Linked DNA regions of Mus musculus: region 1 is linked to region 2. Evidence: chromatin contacts called from public capture Hi-C data. All regions are on one chromosome and are shown on one strand. The core of a region is the stretch at or near the end of the contact, and the rest is flanking DNA. Distances in the headings are between cores, read along the strand shown. Region 1 holds the start of Aldh6a1 (aldehyde dehydrogenase family 6, subfamily A1). Region 2 holds the start of Acot1 (acyl-CoA thioesterase 1).

Region 1 (4,579 bases), core at 807-3,306, 440 kb after region 2:
TGCATACAGATGCCCTTGGGGACCAGAAGGCATAAGAACCCCTAATGCTGGAGTTAGAGACAGTTGTGAGCTACCTAGTGTGGGTGCTGGGAACTGAACACCAGCCCTCTGAAGAGGAGTTAGCGCTCCTGACCTTCCAGCTACCTCTCTAGCTCTGCATTTGATTTTAGAAAGCATTTTTGTTGAGGTTTTGTTTTGTTTTGTAACCATTGACTGATTACTAGGTTTCATTGAAGTGTCTTCAGGCATGTCAGTATACAATGTTGCCTTTCATCCTCTTATTTAACTGCTCTCCTCATTTCCTCTCCTGCTCTCTGGAGGGTTCCCTTCTCAGGCTGGTTGTGAAGGTCTCAAGAGATTTTCCTGCCTGTGTTTCTCCAAAAACTAGGCCTGCATACATGTACCATATGATCACATAGATTAGCCTTTATCAAAGTGTCAGATTACAGTAACTAATTGTTTAAGAACTATTTCTGGTCTTTTTCCAAGTCAGTTCAGAGGTTTCTACAATTTGGTTTTTAGAAAGAAAAAAAAAGTATTTCTTCCAAAAAAGGAGAAATTCTGCTTTTATGCAAAAGACAAAATACCTCAGGATTTTCATTGACTCATGGTGATGGGGTAATGACGAGAGGGGAGAGATTTTTTTTTTATATATATAAAGGATTTTAAGAGGTTGGGAATAGAAAACCTAGAGAGGAAATGCTCTATCTGTTACTAGGAAAAGATACCAGAACAGAAGTAGGGGAGTGAGGTCACGCCAACCTCCAAAGACCTCCAGCTCATTCTCTACACTGTCCCATTAAATGACATTCAAACCTGACCCTTTGGGGACTCCACCAAGAATCAAACACATGCACACATTTCTGCAGTAGATCTCCTAAAAACCTGATGAGTAGAAAGAAATTAAAGTTTATATAAAAGTGCAACAGGAGACATTCCTAGGCTGGATGAGTAAGAGATAGTGTCGCTTAATACTGGATTATGAATCTTGCCAGGAACAGAGCAAGTCTTGCCTCAGATTCTAAGTCCATGCTAAGATGCAAACACAGGGAAAAGCTATAATCAAAGCTGGGGATCGCCGGCATACAGCTTCTGGAACTCTACAACTTCCCTTGCGCGGCGTCCGTGGGGTTCCAACTGCAGCCTAGAAGAGGATATGTCGGCACTTGAGAACTGATTTTCGGAAGGTGTCTTCCTAGGCTCTTATTTTCTACCACCTGTCTGGGGGAATGTTTAGTCTTTTGAATGAAGCAGTATTAGCAAAACCACATGCCCTTATTTACCTCCAAAAGTTTAACTTCGCTGAGAAAGTTTAACTTGGCCCAGGGCTTGGGAAAAACACTAAAAGCCAGAATGTTTGTGAAAACTAACAAATGGCTGCCTTTTTGATATGAAAACCTAGGGTACATGTCTAGGAGATTCAAAGTTCCTTCTCTGATCTTAGTTCCATGTCCTTAATGAGCTCCCATCCCCTCTTGCCTCACATAGAGGCTGGATGGGGGGAAGGGACGCTCCTGGCAAAGGAAAGTACTCTATGTACAGCGACCAAAAGGAGGAGTTTCTGGGGCACAGAGGTGGCTGGTACAGAGGTGAAAGAGAGACCGTGGGAGGAACCAAAAAAGAGAAAGCAAGCCAGCATGTGACAGCAAGGACTGAGCTGGACTGGAGGTGGGTGGGTCAAAGCTAAAAAAGAAAAGGCTCAGGAGTAAAGGGGAGTGGGGAGCAGGCGTGACCGTCCGGGGCTGAATCTCGGGGCCAGGCGGTACAGAGTGACAGCCCTGACGCACGGGTCTGGTGGAACACAAGGGGCTGCAAAGAAGGGGCTGGGCCAAGAAGTCTGTCCGGCAGAAGCATGGTTTAGAGACGGGGCGGAAAGGACCCATTTCTAACATCATGGTCCCTCGTCGCCACCCTCACTCGCCTGCAGGATCCGGGACCGCATTGCTGCCGCTGCCGCCACTGCCGCCGCCATGGCTCACCGACTCTGCCCAGCTCGCCTGCGTCTCGGCTGCCAGTGCCTCCCTTGAAGCAACACCGTTAAGCCACGCCCAGAACACGACCGAGCCTCTCCATTGGAGGGAAGGGCCACTTCCTATAACCAATCACTTGTCGGAATCTTTGACTCCACCCATCATTCCCACCCCTGGGAATAGGTGATTGGTCAAAGGTGGAAGCGTTCTGGGCTTCTCTCACTTTATCCTATTTTTGTTGGCGGAAATATGGAGACGCCCCCTCGACTTGGTACTGCATAGTAAGCACACAGGGAAGACGCCCCCTAACCGGGAACTCCGATTGGCTGTAGGTAGGCTCTCTAAGGTCCCGCCCCCTTGCTAAGGAAAGTAAATAAGGTCCTTGAAGAATTTTGCCTGCGTTCCACTTTAACCACTCCGTGGGTGGGGCTGCTGTCTGGGGTGGGACTAGGCAAATGTTACCCTATGAAGTAGGGAAACGAGACCGGGCTGTGAGCTAAGGATAGGTTATCCCTGCTAGGGGCGTGGCTTGCGGATCCTCGCTTTCCCGCCGACGGTTGGTTACGTCACGTGACATGGGCTGGAAGATGGCGTCTCCCACAGACGGTAAGAGCCGGCTTGGAGATTGTTGGCCTGTAGTATCATTATTTGCTTCTCTGGGAACTTCCTCTGTCCTCACCCTTACTCTTTTTTTCTTGCGCCCCTCTCCTTTCTCTCCCACTTTTCTCCTTTGGGGTATGCCGGCTTTTCAGCTAGCAGGTGCCTAGTACCAGGTCTCCTTGCTGTGTACTAGGAAGGAGTCCATCAACCGGAGTCCCTATGGGGGGAAAAAGGACAGAGGTCGCTCCGGCCCATCGGTGATGCTGAGGGTTCAAAAGGAGCTGCTGAGGGGAAAGGGAACTTTCTTTTTGAACAGGCCCATTGGAGTGTTGGTTCTGTTCTCATCTCAGTAGAGCTGGTACGTATGAGTCTCTCAAGCTCTATGGCTGTGAAGTGTGAGTGGTGACTGACATGAGGTCTAGGGTTCATTCCTCTACCGAGCCGGCAGAGAGAGAAGCTTGTCTCCTCAGTTCAGGTCCGTTGCCTTGGCAGCAGGAGGTGCGGGGACCTGGTTTCCTTGCCCTGAGTCCCGAGGGAGTGAAAATTCGGCTTGTTAATGTCGCTTCTCACGCTTCTCAACTCTTCCTTAACTCGTCACCCCTCTACTTTATGTGTTGTTTCCGTAGGCTGAGGGCAGGAGCAATTCTGCTTATTCTGTCTTCTAAGACGCAAGTCATCTCAGTAGACATATAGGTGTTCTTGATATACCCGTATGCTTTTGCTCGCGGTTTTGCTTTAATATTTGGAATTGCTCTTCTGTCATTATTCAGCATCTCAGTTTATATAGTTATTCTGTTAACTTTGCACTTTGCCCGGGCCACACCCAACTATAAATTCCAATTCTGTCTTATTTCATTAATTTAGTCCTAGGGTTTTTTTTTGGGGGGGGGTTGTTTGTTTATTTTTACTATTTATTTATTTATTTTGGTTTTTCGAGACAGGGTTTCTCTGTATAGCCCTGGCTGTCCTGGAACTCACTCTGTAGACCAGGCTGGCCTCGAACTCAGAAATCCGCCTGCCTCTGCCTCCCGAGTGCTGGGATTAAAGGCGTGCACTACCACTGCCCGGCTAATCCTAGGTTTTAGAATAATGCCTGTAAAGGATTTGGCTTTAAGTTAACGTTTATCCAAAAGTAAAACTGGCCTTGGTGTGTGACCTCTAATTCTAGCTTGGGAGATTGAGGCAGGAGGTTTGTTGCTTCAGGCTTGCCTAGGCTGTAGAGGGAATTGTAGGCAAATCGTGTCTAAAATAAAAAGTTGGTTTAGTTTGTTGGTTGTTTTGTTTTTGTTTTTGTTTTTCCTGAGACAAGGTTTCTTGTATAGTCCTGGCTGTCCTGAAACTTGCTCTATAGACAAGGCTGGCTTTGAACTCAGAGCTCTTCCTACCTCTGCCTCCCGAGGCGTGCACCACCATAACACAGCTTAAAATAAAACGTTTTATTTTTAAAAGTAAGGGAGGAGTGACTGGAGAGATGGCTCAGAGATTAAGAGCACTGGTGCTCTTCCAGAAGTCCTGAGTCCAATTCCCAGCAACCCTATAGTGACTCCTGACCATCTACAATGAAATCTGGTGCCCCCGTCTGGTGTGCAGGTGTACATGCAGGCAGAACACTGTGTACATAGTAAATAAATCTTTTTTTAAAATGTGAGGGGGATGCAGGGGGCTGGTGAGATGGCTCAGTAGTTAGGAACACCTGGTGCTTTTGCAAAAGACCTGGATTCTATTCCCAGCATCTACATGGTGACTCATGACTCGATTCCAGTGGATCTGACCGCCATGAACATCAAGCACACATGTACTCCACATATATACCATGAAGACAAGACAGTCATACCATAACTACATCTGAAAATGAACAATAAGAAGTGAGACTGTAGTTCAGCACTAGGGAGTTGTTGATCATGACCAAGACCCTAAGTTCAGTCTTTAGTACTAAAGAGGATGATTAGATTATATTCAAAAGTAAGGATACCAGAGTTTCCTCCTTTCTAATTCTTTCCTTTTTTTGA
Region 2 (5,298 bases), core at 580-3,079:
CCTTATAGATATTGTACTCTTGACACTGGGCCTGAGAAGTAACTACATGTTCCAGGCTTTAAGATTAGAGCCTCGAAGTGTGAACTTGTGTTCAGTAGCCAGTCCCAGGCCATCGCCTTGGGTCCTTTTCCCTCTCGCACTAGAGAGTCATCTGTATGTCTCTTCACACCGTCTGGGGCATGATGGGAGGGGCAGAGAATCCGCTTTGTGCATTCTGCCTGCGCATTTCAATCTCTGTGTTGGGGTTTGGGGAGGCAGGAGCATTGTGTTTTCAAGCTCAGTGGCCCCCGAATGAGAGGCTACAGTTTCTTAGAAATGAAAGGAAATAAAACTTGAGACCTGTGATTCATGTAATGTATGTCAAATAGCCCAAAGAGTTGTTTGTGAGCTTTGAAACCTGGGGCTGAGAACATAGCAGAACAGACCAGGACATGCCGGGGCAGGCCCATCTCCCACCCCTCTGACCTAAGTTAAATGTTACAGGCTGCTGATGTTTAAATGGACCAATCATGTGAAACCGTGCCAATTCCTCCCCCAGCCCCACTCCTTTTCTATAAAAACCCCTAGCTTCCAAGCCTCGTGGTCGAATCCACTGTCTCCTGTGTGAGATATGTTTCGACCCGAAGCTCCGCCATTAAAATACCTCGTGTTGTTACATCAAGGTGTTGTGTTCTATTCGTGATTCTTGGGTGCACGCCGAATCGGGAGCTGAGTGGGGGTTTCCCCACAAGGTTCTTTTAGAAACAGGTACTCCAAATACCTGCAGCAGTTGCTTCATTCGCAGGAATGGGGAGAAAGGTCACTAAAACCTGAACCTGCAGAGCTGGGTTCAGCCAAGAAGAGGCACTGACTGGCAAGACACCACCACCAATGAAGAGTGAAATCAAGGGTATTCAGTCAACCTAACGCCTGCATTCTACACTTGTCTCTGGTTCACAAAGCTGCAGTTCCTGTCTGGAAGCCCTCTTCCCTTTAGGTCGGAGGACACAGTTCTGCAACAAATACTGTTGGTGTTTCTTTTTGTTCACAATCTTCCCGCACCTCTGTAAAAGAAAAACCCAAGAAAGAACAAACGAACAAACAAACAATCATGTAGTCCCTTTGTGAAGGGACTCCTGTCGCCCAGTTTGCGTGGACCACTTACTTCTGGTTAGAACTCAGATCTACAGACCCCCGGTGTTAGAAATCCAAACTGACTAGGACAGCAGTTAGATGTGTGAGCTAGGGGGTTAAGCGATGGGGTGTGTGTGGGGGGGGGGGGTGGGGGACTGGAGAGGACCGGACACTCCTCCCTCAAGTGAAGACCAGACTACCAGCAGTACATCCTTTTCTTTTTTAATAGCCCCAGCAGGCCTTTCAGATAAGGGAAACACCAGAAAATTGTGTGCTTTTGTAAAAGTCGTCAATATCCCAGAAGCACAAACTGCACCCAGTTCTTTAGATTCCGTAAACACTAAGCCATCCTGGAAAGAGAGATAGAGACCAAGAATTCGAGGGAAATTCTTGGTCAAAGACTGCCGGCTAAGAAGGAACCAGGCCAAGTGTGTCTCTTGGGAACCCTCTGAATTTCAACGAGGAACTGTAGCTTCTATTCTTTTCAGCTTTGGCTGTCATTGTGCTTTGATTTAGACACTTTGTGGACTCTCCAGCAGGTTCTTTGTTCTTAGCAAACATTCTTCCTTTCAATTGCGAAACCAGGATTTGCACAAAGAAGTCTCACAACTCTTAGGAGGTGTCTGTCTGAGGCCAACCAATGGGACTGCAGCGAGTGGTCCCGCCCGCAACTACTAACTACTCCAGGAGCCCAGGCCACCCTCCTCTTCCAGTCCAGCTCGAGATGGAGGCGACGCTGAACCTTGAGCCCTCGGGCCGCAGCTGCTGGGACGAACCGCTGAGCATCGCCGTGCGCGGCCTGGCCCCGGAGCAGCCCGTCACGCTGCGCTCTGTCCTGCGCGACGAGAAGGGCGCGCTCTTCCGAGCCCACGCGCGCTACCGCGCGGACTCCCACGGCGAGCTGGACCTGGCGCGCACGCCCGCGCTGGGCGGCAGCTTCTCGGGGCTCGAGCCCATGGGGCTGCTCTGGGCCATGGAGCCCGATCGGCCTTTTTGGCGATTGGTCAAGCGCGACGTGCAGACGCCCTTCGTGGTGGAGCTGGAGGTGCTGGACGGACACGAGCCCGACGGCGGGCAGCGGCTTGCACATGCGGTGCACGAGCGTCACTTCTTGGCTCCGGGGGTGCGGCGCGTGCCCGTACGAGAGGGCCGGGTGCGCGCCACGCTCTTCCTGCCCCCAGGTGAGCAGCCCTCCACATTCCCTTTGCTCAAAGTTCCCTTGTGGGTTTTTTTGTTTTTTTGTTTTTTGTTTTTTGTTTTTTTTTGAGACAGGGTTTCTCTGTATAGCCCTGGCTGCCCTGGAACTCACTCTAGACCAGGCTGGCCTCGAACTCAGAAGTGAAGAAAAGGGTAGCTCCAAAAGATCTAGGACTCGGTGGGAAGGAGACAGGATTGGACTGGAAGGAGCCTGTTATGGTGATGCTGTTTGCCTGAAGCTGGTCCTTCAATTCCGCTGCTAAGTTACAAGACTAATGCCACTAGTAAGTTTTAAGGAAAGGGACAAGACCCTTGTAACAATAAAATGAAAAGTAGCAGTTATACACCCGGTGTGGTTGGTGGACAACCTTTGATCCCAGTACTGGGGAGGCAGAGTTACTGGGATCTCTGAGTACCAAGCCAGCTACAGAGTGTGTTCTGGGACAAACAGGACTAACTAAAAATCAAACAAACAAACAAAAAATCCTATCTCCAAATCAATAGCCATCTTTAAATATTTTTTTAAATGTTAATCCATTTTGAACTGTGCAGAAGGTTGGGACACCAAAGCAAAAGGCTGCCTTGACATCGGAGCCCCAAGCCAGTCTGGTCAACAAAGCAAAACCCCTTTTCAAAACAGGGGTCGTTTCTTCCTTCTGCAGTTTTTCTTTCCATTGCACTCTAAGACTTACATAGACTAGGAGGGAGGCCTTTCCTGTAGACCAGCAATAGGAGATTGTTTTGCCTCTTTAATAACCAAAGACAAGTGCAAAAGCAACATGCAAAACTAAACTACAGAGCCAGGCAGTGGTGGCGCATGCCTTTAATCCCAGTACTTGGGAGGCAGAGGCCAGCAGATTTCTGAGTTCGAGGCCAGCCTGGTCTACAGAGTGAGTTCCAGGACAGCCAGGGCTACACAGAGAAACCATGTCTTGAAAAATCAAAAACAAACAAACAAAACAAAAACCCTAAACTATAGGATATATTGTGCAGCTTCAAGAGTGACAAAACTTTCAAAGCCTGCCATTTCCAACTAATGTCAATTTTGCTTGGAGGAAATGCCACTCAACACACCGCTAGAGAGAGTGGAAGTGTTTTTTCAGTTACTCTGGGAAGAATTAAGTTTTTAGCTAGGTAGATGAATATGTAATTCTGCCCTATTTTGTGACATGTCTGCCCCAGAAAGTACATTGCTTAAAAATAGTCCAAACGCCCCCACTATTGGAGCTATGAATAAATCGAGTTGAATCTCTAGAAGTCGGAGTAATTGACCCACAGCTGCCTGAATCTTTTGCTCAACCTAAGCTGAGATCACAGGGAAGCAAGCTCTGCAATCGCTGGTCATTCCCCTAGTGTTCACCAGCAGAGAGCCACAGCAGTGGGCAAAAGCAGCAATTGGTGGCATCCTCTAGTGTCACTGTCAGGAAGGTCTTGGGCATCAGGTCCCTTCACTTCTGGCCAATGTTATATCCGTAAGTCTAAGACCCTCGATAGAACTGGCAGCTGTCTGGAGTCTTCTGGTGACCAGCACTCCGGAGCTTCGAGCTTTCAGTCTTCTTTAGCGTCGACTCCCTACTCTCTCTTGCCATCTCCTTATTTCCACTTTTATTCTTTCCCTGGCTCTGCTTAAATCATTGGTTGTTTCTTCATCCGGCTGTCTGAACTCTTTCACAGCCCAGTGACTGTTGCCATGACAACTTGGGAAGCCTGCCCTTTGCCAGGGCTATGCTCAGAGGAGGAGTTGCAGGCTGACACCGTGCCAGTTGCTTGGAAGCTGAGATATCCATTCAGGAACTGGGTGCCAGGTGCTGGGCACACACCACCTCACAGGACTGCTGAGGGGCGAGAGCAGCAGCCTACCTTAGGGGCTTCAGGGCTTGGTCTGCTAAGTGCTCGGCTATCAAAGCTGCAGCTCTGCCTTTTCTCCCTCTCTGATTCCTGTTGTCTCTGTTACCAGCTTAGCCTACATAGAGAGCAGGCAAGAAAAGAGCATGCAAGAGAAGCCTTTGCCTAATGTTGGTGCGCTGGGGGTGGGTGGGGGGAGCATTAAAAAAAGAGTGTCTCCTGGAGGACTTGCTGAGTAGCCTGTTCACATAGTTAAAGTTCATTTGATCAGTTACAACCTAGCCTCTTAGCTCCAATCACAACCACTGAGATTTGTGTTTTAGACCAAACACAGATTGACCTCCAGGTACAACTACCAGGTTAGCAGGAGAAGTGCTTCCCATCCCCCCCCCACCCCCCACCAAACACACACACACAACACACACACACACACACACACACACACACACACACACACACACACCAAGGTGGAAAAAGAAAAGGTCTGGTGCAAGTTGTTTCAAAGGGCCCTGACCACAGCTACACCTCCAGGAGCAGTGCTGCCCAGCCAGTCTTTGTGTAGCCATCATGGAATGTTCAAGACGGTGCTGGCACAGGGTAGGCTACCTGTTAGACCATTATTCCTTTTGTTCATGGTGGCCAAGACTGCAAAGAAGAGTTCAATTGCAGTTGACTAGGAAATCAGATTCCCCTATCCCTTATATCTTAGACACCAGGAGAAGAACACCAAGTTTACATTCCTCAATATAAACTTGAGGAACTTCTTAATAGTAAGATCAGTTTTAACAGACTTAAACAGTGCTTATCACGTGCCCATGCCCACAACACAGGTGGACACCGCCCCCCCCCCCCATCTGTCTCTAGTCACTAAGATAGAATTCATGAAGTAGGCAGGCTAAAATACTTATTTAGTGTGTGTATATGTGGGGTACATGTGTGGATGTCAGAGTACAGTTCAAATGAGTTCTCATCTTCCACCATGTGGGTCCTGGGGATTGAACTCAGGACATCGGGTTTGACAGCAAGTGCCTTGTTAGCTAAACACAAACAATGTAAGGCACACACTTAAGAGGCGATGACACAAAGGGACATCAGCACATAAAACCCACAGTGGTGTAGAAAAAGGGACTGGCCACAGTGGGG

The links. Capture Hi-C pulls out chosen DNA fragments and counts their contacts.
Region 1: a contact with region 2 is called in a capture Hi-C map of macrophages, with 2.4 times the contacts expected there. The contact joins the promoter of Aldh6a1 here to the promoter of Acot1 in region 2. A contact is called at or near these places in 1 of 115 datasets of contacts at active chromatin or transcription factors (pancreatic cancer cells) and 2 of 9 other capture datasets (macrophages and pancreatic islet).

The regions. Positions count from the first base shown.
Region 1 is chr12:84,448,968-84,453,546 of GRCm38.p6, forward strand. Aldh6a1 (aldehyde dehydrogenase family 6, subfamily A1) reads right to left here and starts at 2,057. Exons shown (of 12, transcript NM_134042.3): 1 at 1,922-2,057. The coding sequence starts at 1,972. Lin52 (lin-52 homolog (C. elegans)) reads left to right here and starts at 2,541. Exons shown (of 6, transcript NM_173756.4): 1 at 2,541-2,576. The coding sequence starts at 2,546.
Region 2 is chr12:84,007,673-84,012,970 of GRCm38.p6, forward strand. It overlaps Acot1 (acyl-CoA thioesterase 1), which reads left to right and starts at 1,830. Exons shown (of 3, transcript NM_012006.2): 1 at 1,830-2,294. The coding sequence starts at 1,838.